Regions from separate parts of the Mus musculus genome. Here regions 1 and 2 are each linked to region 3. The links are chromatin contacts, called in public HiChIP or PLAC-seq maps. All regions are on one chromosome and are shown on one strand. Each heading gives the region's core, a stretch centred on a gene start, on an enhancer-like site or on the middle of the called end of the contact. The rest is flanking DNA. Distances are from core to core; before and after follow the strand shown. Region 1 holds the start of 4930522L14Rik (zinc finger protein 431-like). Region 2 holds the start of 5430403G16Rik (RIKEN cDNA 5430403G16 gene). Region 3 overlaps Gm35315 (zinc finger protein 431-like).

The links. HiChIP or PLAC-seq counts read pairs in DNA pulled down with a chosen protein or histone mark.
Region 1: a contact with region 3 is called in an H3K27ac HiChIP or PLAC-seq map of embryonic stem cells, with 2.5 times the contacts expected there. The contact joins the promoter of 4930522L14Rik here to the enhancer-like site in region 3. A contact is called at or near these places in 5 of 115 datasets of contacts at active chromatin or transcription factors (bone marrow-derived macrophages, embryonic stem cells, neural progenitor cells and 1 more) and 3 of 9 other capture datasets (adipose tissue, liver and macrophages).
Region 2: an H3K4me3 HiChIP or PLAC-seq map of embryonic stem cells shows a contact between it and region 3, with 3 times the contacts expected there. The contact joins the promoter of 5430403G16Rik here to the enhancer-like site in region 3. A contact is called at or near these places in 1 of 39 promoter capture datasets (embryonic stem cells), 9 of 115 datasets of contacts at active chromatin or transcription factors (astrocytes, bone marrow-derived macrophages, embryonic limb bud and 5 more) and 1 of 9 other capture datasets (adipose tissue).

Annotation. Positions count from the first base shown.
Region 1 is chr5:109,795,290-109,798,924 of GRCm38.p6, reverse strand. It overlaps 4930522L14Rik (zinc finger protein 431-like), which reads left to right and starts at 2,356. Exons shown (of 3, transcript XM_011249625.2): 1 at 2,356-2,742.
Region 2 is chr5:109,688,789-109,692,442 of GRCm38.p6, reverse strand. 5430403G16Rik (RIKEN cDNA 5430403G16 gene) reads left to right here and starts at 1,609. Exons shown (of 4, transcript NM_001378588.1): 1 at 1,609-1,707. The coding sequence starts at 1,705. It also overlaps the pseudogene Vmn2r-ps23.
Region 3 is chr5:110,081,657-110,085,150 of GRCm38.p6, reverse strand. All of the region lies in intron 2 of Gm35315 (zinc finger protein 431-like), which reads left to right. Among named protein-coding and RNA genes, the nearest start is that of Gm35315, 11 kb to the left of the region's middle. Within about 2 kb of position 1,965, at least 4 of the 459 cell types and tissues checked have an H3K27ac peak or open chromatin away from gene starts, as enhancers often do. A contact at or near this core is called in embryonic stem cells, where this site is marked.

The DNA of each region.
Region 1 (3,635 bases), core at 1,107-3,606, 290 kb after region 3:
GCTATTTTAGTAAAGATTCGCTTGATGAACAGAACTGATAGAATGAATCTCTGTATGCATGTTGAAAGTGAATTTATCTTAATATCTCACAGTCTAACAGCAGCTGTCTACCAATGGAAAGTTGAAGAATCCAGTGTGGTTCAGTAAATGTGGTTGGATGTCTCAGTTTTCAGTATATACTGGAATTTCAATGAAGTTGGCTTTTTAATGCCAGGAAAAGAATGAATGAATGAATGAAAGAAAGAAAGAAAGAAAGAAAGAAAGAAAGAAAGAAAGAAAGAAAGAAATGGAGGAAGCAAGCAGGCAGTGGTGGCACATGCCTTTAATCCCAGCACTTGAGAGGCAGAGGCAGGTGGATTTCTGAGTTCGAGGACAGCCTGGTCTACAGAGTGAGTTCCAGGACAGCCAAGGCTACACAGAGAAACCCTGTCTCGAAAAACAAAAACAAAAACAAAAACAAAAACAAAAACAAAAACAAAAACAAAGACAAAAAAACCCCCAAACAAACAAAAAAGAAGAATAAAGAAAGGAAGGAAGGAAAGAAGTTGTTAGCCAGATGTAAGGTAAGTAGACAAAGAGAACCAGCTCCCATCTTCAGTGTCCTTTCTCTCTGTAGGTTTCCACCAGAAGCAGTGGCCTAGAGTAAAGGGGGGTTTTATCACCTCAAAAAAATTCCAGATTAAAGAAGGGTTTTCACAGTTCAAAAGGTATAAAAAAACAAAAAACAAACAAACAAACAAACAAAAACCCCAAAAAAACCTCCCCAGGACCCAAACTCTTTCAGGTTTAGTTAATTCCACATTCAGTTTGACTATAGGAAAAGCCTAAATGCAGGACATGATGAAAGAGTGGAGAAAAATGTCCCCCCCACCCCCACCCTCACCCCCACCCCCGAGGCCAGCAAGGTGAGAATAGGAGTCAATTCCAAGGCAGTGATTTCCTTCAAGAAAGGAAGCACTGGGATTTTACTGCGGGAGTCTGGATAAGTTCACATCTAGGTTTCCTACTTCTACACGTGCTAAGTTAGCCATCGTTGGACTAGTTGGACCACAGCCTGTGAAATATTCCAATAAATCCACTTTGTACATACCTAGATTCCTCCTATCAGGTCTGTTCATCTAGAGAACCTTCACTAATACAGTTCTATGTGCGAATGTGTGTTCACCTTCCCACGGAGGAAGGTGTGCTGGCTAACAGCAGTGCTCCACAGGGTTTGTCATCTGGTTCCTGTTTGTCTCCCAGGGTTCACATACCTACCAGCTGAAAACTAGCTGCACTTTACCTAAGCCCAGCGTGAAGGACTCAACCCAAGTGAAATTAGAGTATTTTCCGGTTTATTAGGGGTAGCTCTCTAGAGGATTCACTGATCCCAAGGAAGTAGAGAGTTCACTAGTCCCAAGGAGGTCAGAGAAGTTATGGGATGGGAGAATAAGGAGCAGAGGTGGCGAGAAAAAGCCAGCAAGACAAGCTGGGAGAGAAAAATGCAGGGGAGTAGGGATTGGGAGGGGAAGTGGAGGGAGAAGGAGGGAGAAAGACTGGAGAGGGAAGAAAGGGGAGAGAGATCGAGACAGAAACAGAGACACAAAGAGTACAAAATGTCTGGATTATGTAGAAAGGGCTTCTAGGAAGGGAAAGCCTGGCCGCTGGGCTGGGAGTTCAAGGTACAAGGTGGGGTCTGCCAACCTTGCCCTGTAACAGGTGGAGACTGAGGACTGCTGGGAGAACCTGGAGGCCCAGCTCTAACCTTCCCAGCCTTGAGCAGACCTTGAACATTCGCCATGACAACCCAGGACAGAGACATCTGTCTTTGTTGCAGTTGCAGGTTCTCATGGGAACTTAGCTGTTTTGGCTGCCTGCACTGACATTGCTCTACAACATACTGCAGCTGAAGAGGGGGATGGGTTTTGTAGGTTTTCCCTTTATAAACGCAAACCTTATTATTAAACTTTGAGCCTTGATCAGAACCTTTGCTTGGCTTCATTCTTCTCTCACCCCAATACCTATTCATTTCCAGTTCAGGTTTCAGGTAAACCCAGTTTGCCCATGGCAGGTGGATGGCTCCTTTGGTTTGTTAATAATATGCAGATCAGCCTCTGTTCCTGGGTCTCAATCCCAACAGCAAGAAAACAGAACTATTGTTTGCCCATGACACAATTTAATTGTTAATATTCTGGGCACCTTTTCGCTTGTGGGACAGATTGATAAATCCCCTGCAAGTTGAGTAATGGGCTATGTAAGCTCCCTACCTTGATTCAAGGAGGAAGAAGGCAAACAACCTAGTGAGTGATTGAAGCTCTGGCTGACATCAGGCCCTGGCGATCATAGGGTCACTGCCTACCTAGGGGAGGAGCAAGCAGTGGAACAATGACAGGGAAGTGGTTGGGCTTCCCTGGGGCTGCGCGGGGAGACACATGGGTTGCCTATTGGAGGATCGACACAAATACTACAGAATTGGAAAATGCTGCAGGTCTGGACTTGCAGCTTGTTGGGCTGAGAACCTCTACACGTTGTATCTTCAGCACACTCTAACCCTAAGGGAGGTGCTCCAGTCACTCAAGACTTGTTGGCCAATCAGAGTCTCTCGGCGGAACTGCAAATCAAAAGGAAGGCGGGTTTTTCCGGGTGCAGTGGCGCCTGTTTTGCTTAGTTGCTGAGCTGACTTGATTTGTCCCCTGTTCTGTGCTCTGTCCTGCCGCTGGATGCTGTTTAGGGTGTTCAGGCAAGCTCCGAAGTTGCGACATGGTGAGTACAGGGTCACTGAAAACAATGGGGAGAAACCGGGGTCTGAGCAGCGCGAGCTGCTGCGGTGGGTCTTTCCTGGGACTGCGTGGGATTCCGCGGCCACCTGTGAGGTCCCCTGTGGTCCTAGCCATTCGCGTGACCCAGCTGTAGCGTCTGAATAACTTCGCTGTGGGGGCTGCACGTGTGCAGATCATTTGGCCTGTGTGTAGAGAGATCTTTGGCGTGATCCCAAACTCAGAGAGTCCAGGACTTTCTACAAGTTCTGTTCTTAGCACTTGAGATTAAGGTGGACAATCCATTTGGAGTTCATTTTGTGGAGGTTGTAAAAGGCATCTCTTGTGCTGGGTAGCAATTCAATGTCAAGCTGTGATGTTAAAGAGTAGAATTGATGATGTAAAGGATTTAGTAAAGCTTAGGAAATAGTAAGGCACACCAAGTAGAATTTAGCTGAGGGAGGACTGCCTCACACCTCACAGATAAGTACTATGCCAGCCAGGGCAGTTAGAGGTTAGGATGCTAGGGTACACATGCTTGTTCACCAGCATTGTCTAGAATTCATAACAAAGGAAACAAACGATTCATAATCTGACACTAGGCCCATCTCCTTATCAAAGAGCAGGCCTCTAACCAGCTGCTCAGTGGGGTATTACAGGATCATAACCAACAGCAAGGCCTCTTGTGCCATAAGGTTCAGTTTTCTTCTTGAGAAAAGCATAGTTCTGCCACACTGGCTAGATGACATCTAGTGACAACCATTTGAAAACTTAAAAAAACAAAACAAAACAAAACAAAACAGAAAAACCCACAACCATTGCATTGAGTGTAGGCCTGATCCAGCAATGCTTTCCCTGAGGTCCCCATGTCTGGAGCAGGACACAGCTCCTATTGAAACT
Region 2 (3,654 bases), core at 360-2,859, 390 kb after region 3:
CTACAGCCTGTGAAATATTCCAATAAATCCACTTTGTACATACCTAGATTCCTCCTATCAGGTCTGTTCATCTAGAGAACCTTCACTAATACAGTTCTATGTGCGAATGTGTGTTCAGCTTCCCACGGAGGAAGGTGTGCTGGCTAACAGCAGTGCTCCACAGGGTTTGTCATCTGGTTCCTGTTTGTCTCCCAGGGTTCACATACCTACCAGCTGAAAACTAGCTGCACTTTACCTAAGCCCAGCGTGAAGGACTCAACTGAAGTGAAATTAGAGTATTTTCCGGTTATTAGGGGTAGCTCTCTAGAGGATTCACTGATCCCAAGGCAGCAGAGAGTTCACTGGTCCCAAGGAGGTCAGAGAAGTTATGGGATGGGAGAATAAGGAGCAGAGGTGGGGAGAAAAAGCCAGCAAGGCAAGCTGGGAGAGAAAAATGCAGGGGAGTAGGGATTGGGAGGGGAAGTGGAGGGAGAAGGAGGGAGAAAGACTGGAGAGGGAAGAAAGGGGAGAGAGATGGAGACAGAGAAACAGAGACACAAAGAGTACAAAATGTCTGGATTATATAGGAAGGGCTTCTAGGAAGGGAAAGCCTGGCCGCTGGGCTGGGAGTTCAAGGTACAAGGTGGGGTCTGTCAACCTTGCCCTGTAACAGGTGGAGACTGAGGAGTGCTGGGAGAACCTGGAGGCCCAGCTCTAACCTTCCCAGCCTTGCGCAGACTAAGCAGACCTTGAACATTCGCCATGACAACCCAGGACAGAGACATCTGTCTTTGTTGAGGTGCAGGTTCTCATGGGAACTTAGCTGTTTTGGCTGCCTGCACTGACATTGCTCTACAACATACTGCAGCTGAAGAGGGGGATGGATTTTGTAGGTTTTCCCTTTATAAACGCAAACCTTATTATTAAATTTTGAGCCTTGATCAGAACCTTTGCTTGGCTTCATTCTTCTCTCACCCCAATACCTATTCATTTCCACAGGTTTCAGGTAAACCCAGTTTGCCCATGGCAGGTGGATGGCTCCTTTGGTATGTTAATAATATGCAGATCAGCCTCTGTTCCTGGGTCTCAATCCCAACAGCAAGAATACAGAACTATTCTTTGCCCATGACACAATTTAATTGTTAATATTCTGGGCACCTTTTCGCTTGTGGGACAGATTGATAAATCCCCTGCAGGTTGAGTAATGAATGGGCTATGCAAGCTCCCTACCTTGATTTAAGGAGGAAGAAGGCAAACAACCTAGTGAGTGAGGGAAGCTCTGGCTGACATCAGGCCCTGGCGATCACAGGGTTACTGCCTACCTAGGGGAGGAGCCAGCGGCAGAGTAGTGGCAGGGGACTGATGGTTCCTCCATGGGGCTGCGCGGGGAGACAGATCGGTAGCCTATTGGAGGATCGACACAAATACTACAGAATTGGAAATCCCTGCAGGTCTGGACTTGCAGCTTGTTGGGCTGAGAACCTCTACACCGCGTACCTTCAGCACACTCTAACCCTAAGGGAGGTGCTCCAGTCACTCAAGACTTGTTGGCCAATCAGAGTCTCTCGGCGGACCTGCAAATCAAAAGGAAGGCGGGTTTTTCCGGGTGCATTGGAGCCTGTTTCGCTTAGTTGCTGAGCCTACTTGATTGGTCCCCTGTTCTGTGCTCTCCGTCCTGAGGCTGAATGCTGTTTAGGGTGCTCAGGCAAGCTCCGAAGTTGCGACATGGTGAGCACAGGGTCACTGAAAACAATGGGGAGAAGCAGCGCGAGCTGCTAGTGTGGGTCTTTCCCTGCGCTGCGTGGGAATCCGCGGCCACCTGTGAGGTCCCCTGTGGTCCTAGCCACTCGCGGGTCCCAGCTGTAGCGTCTGAATAACTTCCCCGTGGGGGCTGCATCTGTGCTGAGCATTTGGCTTGTGTGTAGAGAGATCTTTGGCGTGATCCCATACTCAGAGAGTCCAACTTTCTACAAGTTCTGTTCTTAGCACTTGAGATTAAGGTGGACAATCCATTTGGAGTTCATTTTGTGGAGGTTGTAAAAGGCATCTCTTGTGCTGGGTAGCAATTCAATGTCAAGCTGTGATGTTAAAGAGTAGAATTGATGATGTAAAGGATTTAGTAAAGCTTAGGAAATAGTAAGGCACACCAAGTAGAATTTAGCTGAGGGAGGACTGCCTCACACCTCACAGATAAGTACTATGCCAACCAGGGCAGTTAGAGGTTAGGATGCTAGGATACACATGCTTGTTCACCAGCATTGTCCAGAAATCATAACAAAGGAAACAAACGATTTATAATCTGCCACTAGGCCCATCTCCTTATCAAAGAGCAGGCCTCTAACTAGCAGCTCAATGGGGCATTACAGGATCATAACCAACAGCAAGGCCTCTTGTGCCATAAGGTTCAGTTTTCTTCTTGAGAAAAACATAGTTCTGCCACACTGGCTAGATGGCATCTAGTGACAACCATTTGAAAACTTAAAAGAACAAAACAAAAAGCCCACAACCATTGCATTGAGTGCAGGCCTGATCCAGCTACACTTTCCCTGAGGTCCCCATGTCTGGAGCAGGCCACAGCTCCTTCTGAAACCCAACAACATGCTTGGCAGAGCCATTCACAGCCTGGGCCTAGTCCTTGGGAGCTTTCCCTGAGGCCCTGGGTATAGAGAAAACAGGGCTCCTTGACTTCGTTTTTTTTTTGTTTTTTGTTTTTTTTTTTGTTTTGTAGAACATTTTCAATATTTTCAATTGTTAATATTTTTAAAAGAGAATAATTATTTTAAGATATACTTCACTGTTATATCCTCCTTTTCATTTCTGATTTTATTAATTAGGATACTGTCTCTGTGTCCTCTGGTTAGTCTGGTTTATCTAGTTGATTTTCTCAAAGAAACAGCTCCTGGTCTTGTTGATTCTGTATATAGTTATTTTTCTTTCTACTGCTTGATTTCACCCCGGAGTCTGATTCTTTCCTGACATCTCCTCCTCTTGGGTGCATTTGCAGAGCTCCTTCTCTAAATTCAGGAATGTGCCTGGGAGCTGGTAATGGTCTGGGGCAGGGCCTTTGGGAGGGGTTGAATCAGATTCTGAGAGCACAACTTCCCACCATATGGGGCTGTGGTTATCAGTTCCAAGGCCACTAGAGGCTTGGTCAGAAATGTTTTTTAGAAACACTGAGTTGTCCCTTGTGCAGCAGTGTTTGATTAGCTTTCTCCTGAGTGTGTCCAATTGTCTGATGTTTCTGTGGACTTCATACTTTCTTCATCTTTCTGCTGACTTCAGAGGTGTCTCCCATCTCCTTCCTTTTCCCTCATGTCAATCGTGTACAAGATGGTATTCTTAAGAAGCTGACTTAGCATAAGCCATAGCTTGTGTAAGACCTCCCCACCCCAGCTTTTATACTCTCTACCTTTTCCTTTTCCGATGTTTTTCATCATCTGGAACCTTCCACTTAGGACGCTGTCACTAACCTGCTGTGTTAGGGCACTGGTGTCCTTAAGAAATGATCCTGGAATATGCTTGCTGTGCAAATTTCCCATGTGTCTTAGTGGCTAGACTTGCAGTCTCCAGTCTGTATTTAAGTTGTTCAAAACTTAACCTGGAACCTGAACCTAGAAGAGACTTAAGGGTGGCAGCATATGTGGAAGGCAAAATCCATCCTAGTCTGGTTCCTCT
Region 3 (3,494 bases), core at 716-3,215:
TGTTATGTTTCCCTTTTTTTTTTTTTTTTTTTAGACAGGGTTTCTCTGTATAGCCCTGGATGTCCTGGAACTCACTGTGTAGACCAGGTTGGCCTCGAACTCAGAAACCCGCCTGCCTCTGCCTCCTGAGTGCTGGGATTAAAGGCGTGTGCCACCAAGTCCGGCTATGTCTCCCTTTTCATTTCTGATTTTATTAATTTTGATATTGTCTCTGTGCCCTCTGGTTACTCTGGCTACAGTTTTATCTAGTTGATTTTCTCAAAGAAACAGGTCCTGGTCTTGTTGATTCTGTATAGAGTTCTTTTTGTTTCTATTGTTTGATTTCAGCCCCGAGTCTGACTCTTTCCTGACATCTCCTCCTCTTGGGTGCATTTGCAGAGCTCCTTCTCTAAAACCTGGAATGTGCTTGGGGTCTGGGGCTCAGGGCCTTTAAGGAGGCGTTGAATCAGATACTGAGAGCACAACTTCCCACCATATGGGGCTGTGGTTATCAGTTGTAAGGCCATTAGAAGTTTGGTCAGAAATGTTTTTGAGAAACACTGAGTTTTCCCTTGTGCACCACTGTTAGATTAGACTTCTGAATGTGTCCCATTGTATGATGTTTCTGCTGACTTAATAGTTTCTTTATCTTTCGGCTGACTTCATAGATGCCCTCATCTTCCTTTTCCCTCGTGTAAATCATGTACAAGATGGTATTCTTAAGAATCTTACTTAGCCAGCGCTTGGGAGGCAGAGGCAGGCGGATTTCTGAGTTCAAGGCCAGCCTGGTCTACAAAGTGAGTTCCAGGACAGCCAGGCCTATACAGAGAAAAAAAAAAGCCTAAGAAGGTGTCCTAAGGGAAGCACACCCTCCTGCTAAGCCTTCAACCAATGGAAGAAGTAGGCAAAGTGATTCCTAGATCCAGGAAGGAAATTCATATAAAACCTGCTACAACTGTAGTCCAAGGTGGCATGGTCCATCCCAATTTAGAACCCAAACCTTGCAGGATCACCCAAGTTCTGGAAACAAGATGTAAGGTCCTAGATTCTTCCCCTGTGGTTTCAGTTCATCACTGTTTCAGCCATCTATGTTTAGCAGAGTCAAAGTCCCAGTGAGGGAGGATGCTGTGAGAGTGCGTTGTATGAATCTGTGAGGATAAAGCCTGAGTTGCATTCTGACACCAGGACATATTGAGATACCTAAGCTAGGAGACACCTGCCATGGAGAGCGGCATAGAGAGAGTGCAAGTAACTAAACTGAGAGATGTATGAGAAGTTTCAGGGATAGGGCCATCTAAGCCTTTTGAGACTGAGTCCCCTTGTGTCTGAGACAGAGCTACAGGATGTGGTGTGTGTCCTGCTGGGTTTTCTGCCTTGGTCCAGTCTTCCCACACTATGTACACATTCCTCTCTATTGGATGGGAGGGGGCATTCTGTGCCTTTGTATGTTGGGAAGATATAACTTACGTTTTGATTTTTTACAAGATGTGGCAATCAAGAGTGTCAGAAGAGACTTTGGACATCTGAACAGTGTATGGGTTGCTGCAGACTCTTAAGATCATTGAAGTTAAACGAAATACATTTTCATCATGGATGGCCATGAGCCTATAGTGACCAGGGTTAGAATGTAGCTGATTGAGTCAGAGAGCTCCCAGATATAATGTTGTCTATGAACACTTGTCTCTTTTTTTTGTGGCTTTCTTTGAGGAGCTTATAATGTTAGGGTCCAAGAATCACTGAAGGAAGACCCCAGACTCAAATAGTATGCAAAAGCAAAGAGCATTTTATTCTGCAGAATTCTATCATGCAGGATGGGGACAGACTTGTGAGCTTTGCAAGCTCCATTTAAACCCGATTAGGGGAATTCCAGGGAGGAGTAGGTGACTTTTATCCCGATTGTTTGACTCAATCCCCAGGGGGTGTGTGTGTCTTTGGGATTGGTCAAGGTTCTAGAGAATTTAGGGGATGTTCTGGAACCATTGCTCGTTAACTATTCTTGGCTCAGGCTTGGCTCATGCCTGATGGCAGGGGCAGCTCCTGGCTGCTCATGATTGGGGGAGGGGTCGTTTTCCTGGAATTGACTTGTTTGGACTTTTCCAGTTCTGGGAAGCAGAAACTTAGGCCTAGTCTCCCAAATTGTCAGTTTGCAGCCTGTCATGGAGTCAGCCTGGCTCTGGCCAATACAGTCTTTTCATTAGAAGCTTTCCTAGGAGCCAGGTGTGGTGGCGCACGCCTTTAATCCCAGCACTTGGGAGGCAGAGGCAGGCGGATTTCTGAGTTCGAGGCCAGCCTGGTCTACAAAGTGAGTTCCAGGACAGCCAGAGGTACGCAGAGAAACCAAAAAAAAAAAAAAAAAAAAAAAAAGAAGCTTTCCTAGGAGGGACCTTTGTAGATTCTTTATTGGGGATGAGATTTGAGTGTCTATAGTTTCAACCCATTTCCTGGTGTGTGTGTGTGTGTGTATGCGCGTGCATGTGCGTCCGTACTGTGTTGTGGTTGAACCTGATCAGTCAGCTTCATTCTCATGTTGTCTTGCTTTTACCATTATAGACTCTATCCCTAAATTTACATGAGATGCAGTTGAAGCAGTTGTTATTCAATGCTAAACTATTTTGTGAACCTGGTGTTTTTATATTTTTAATTTTGTTGTTTTGGCTTTGGTTTTTAAAGACAAAGTTTCTCTATGTAGCCCTGGCTGTCCTGAAAGTAGATGTGTAGAACAATCAAGGCTCAAACTTAAAGGTCCACCTGACTCTGGCTCCTAAGTGCTGGGATTAAATGTGGGCCAACATGCCTGGCTTTTTCTTTCTTTGTTTGTTTTTATATCATTAACTGATGGGCTTGCAATGTAGATTTTGGTACATGTCAAGCATGTGCTGTTGTGTTGATCTTCATGCACGTTGTGAATTTTGACATTTGGCAGAGAGAATTTTCTGTTTCTCAGGATGGGGAGTATTCATGACATTGATACTGCCTGAGCTTTACTGCCTGAGCTTTCTGAGTCATTGGATTGCAGGTGCATAGCATTCTTCCTACCTGTTGTGGTTGTTTTGATTTTTTTGAATGAATGAGTATTTTGCCTGTGTGCATGAATATGCACATTATGTATACCTGGTCCCCATAATAGTCAGAAAATGGCTTCAGAATTTCTGAACTTGGATAGTTGTGAAGCCCTGGCACACAAGTACTGGTAATTGAGTTCAGTTATTTGCAAGACCAGTAAGAGCTCTTCACTGGTGAGCCATCTCTTCTCCCATATATTGCTGATTTAGGATCAATGTTTACATTGCCAATATTTTCCTTTTTTTTTTTTTTTTTTTTTTTTTTTTTTTTGAGACAGGGTTTCTCTGTATAGCCCTGGCTGTCCTGGAACTCACTTTGTAGACCAGGCTGGCCTCGAACTCAGAAATCTGCCTGCCTCTGCCTCCCAACTGCTGGGATTAAAGATAGGGCCACCACCGCCCGGCCAATATTTCCATCTGTCCTTTTTTTTTTTTTTTTTTGTCTTTTTGAGA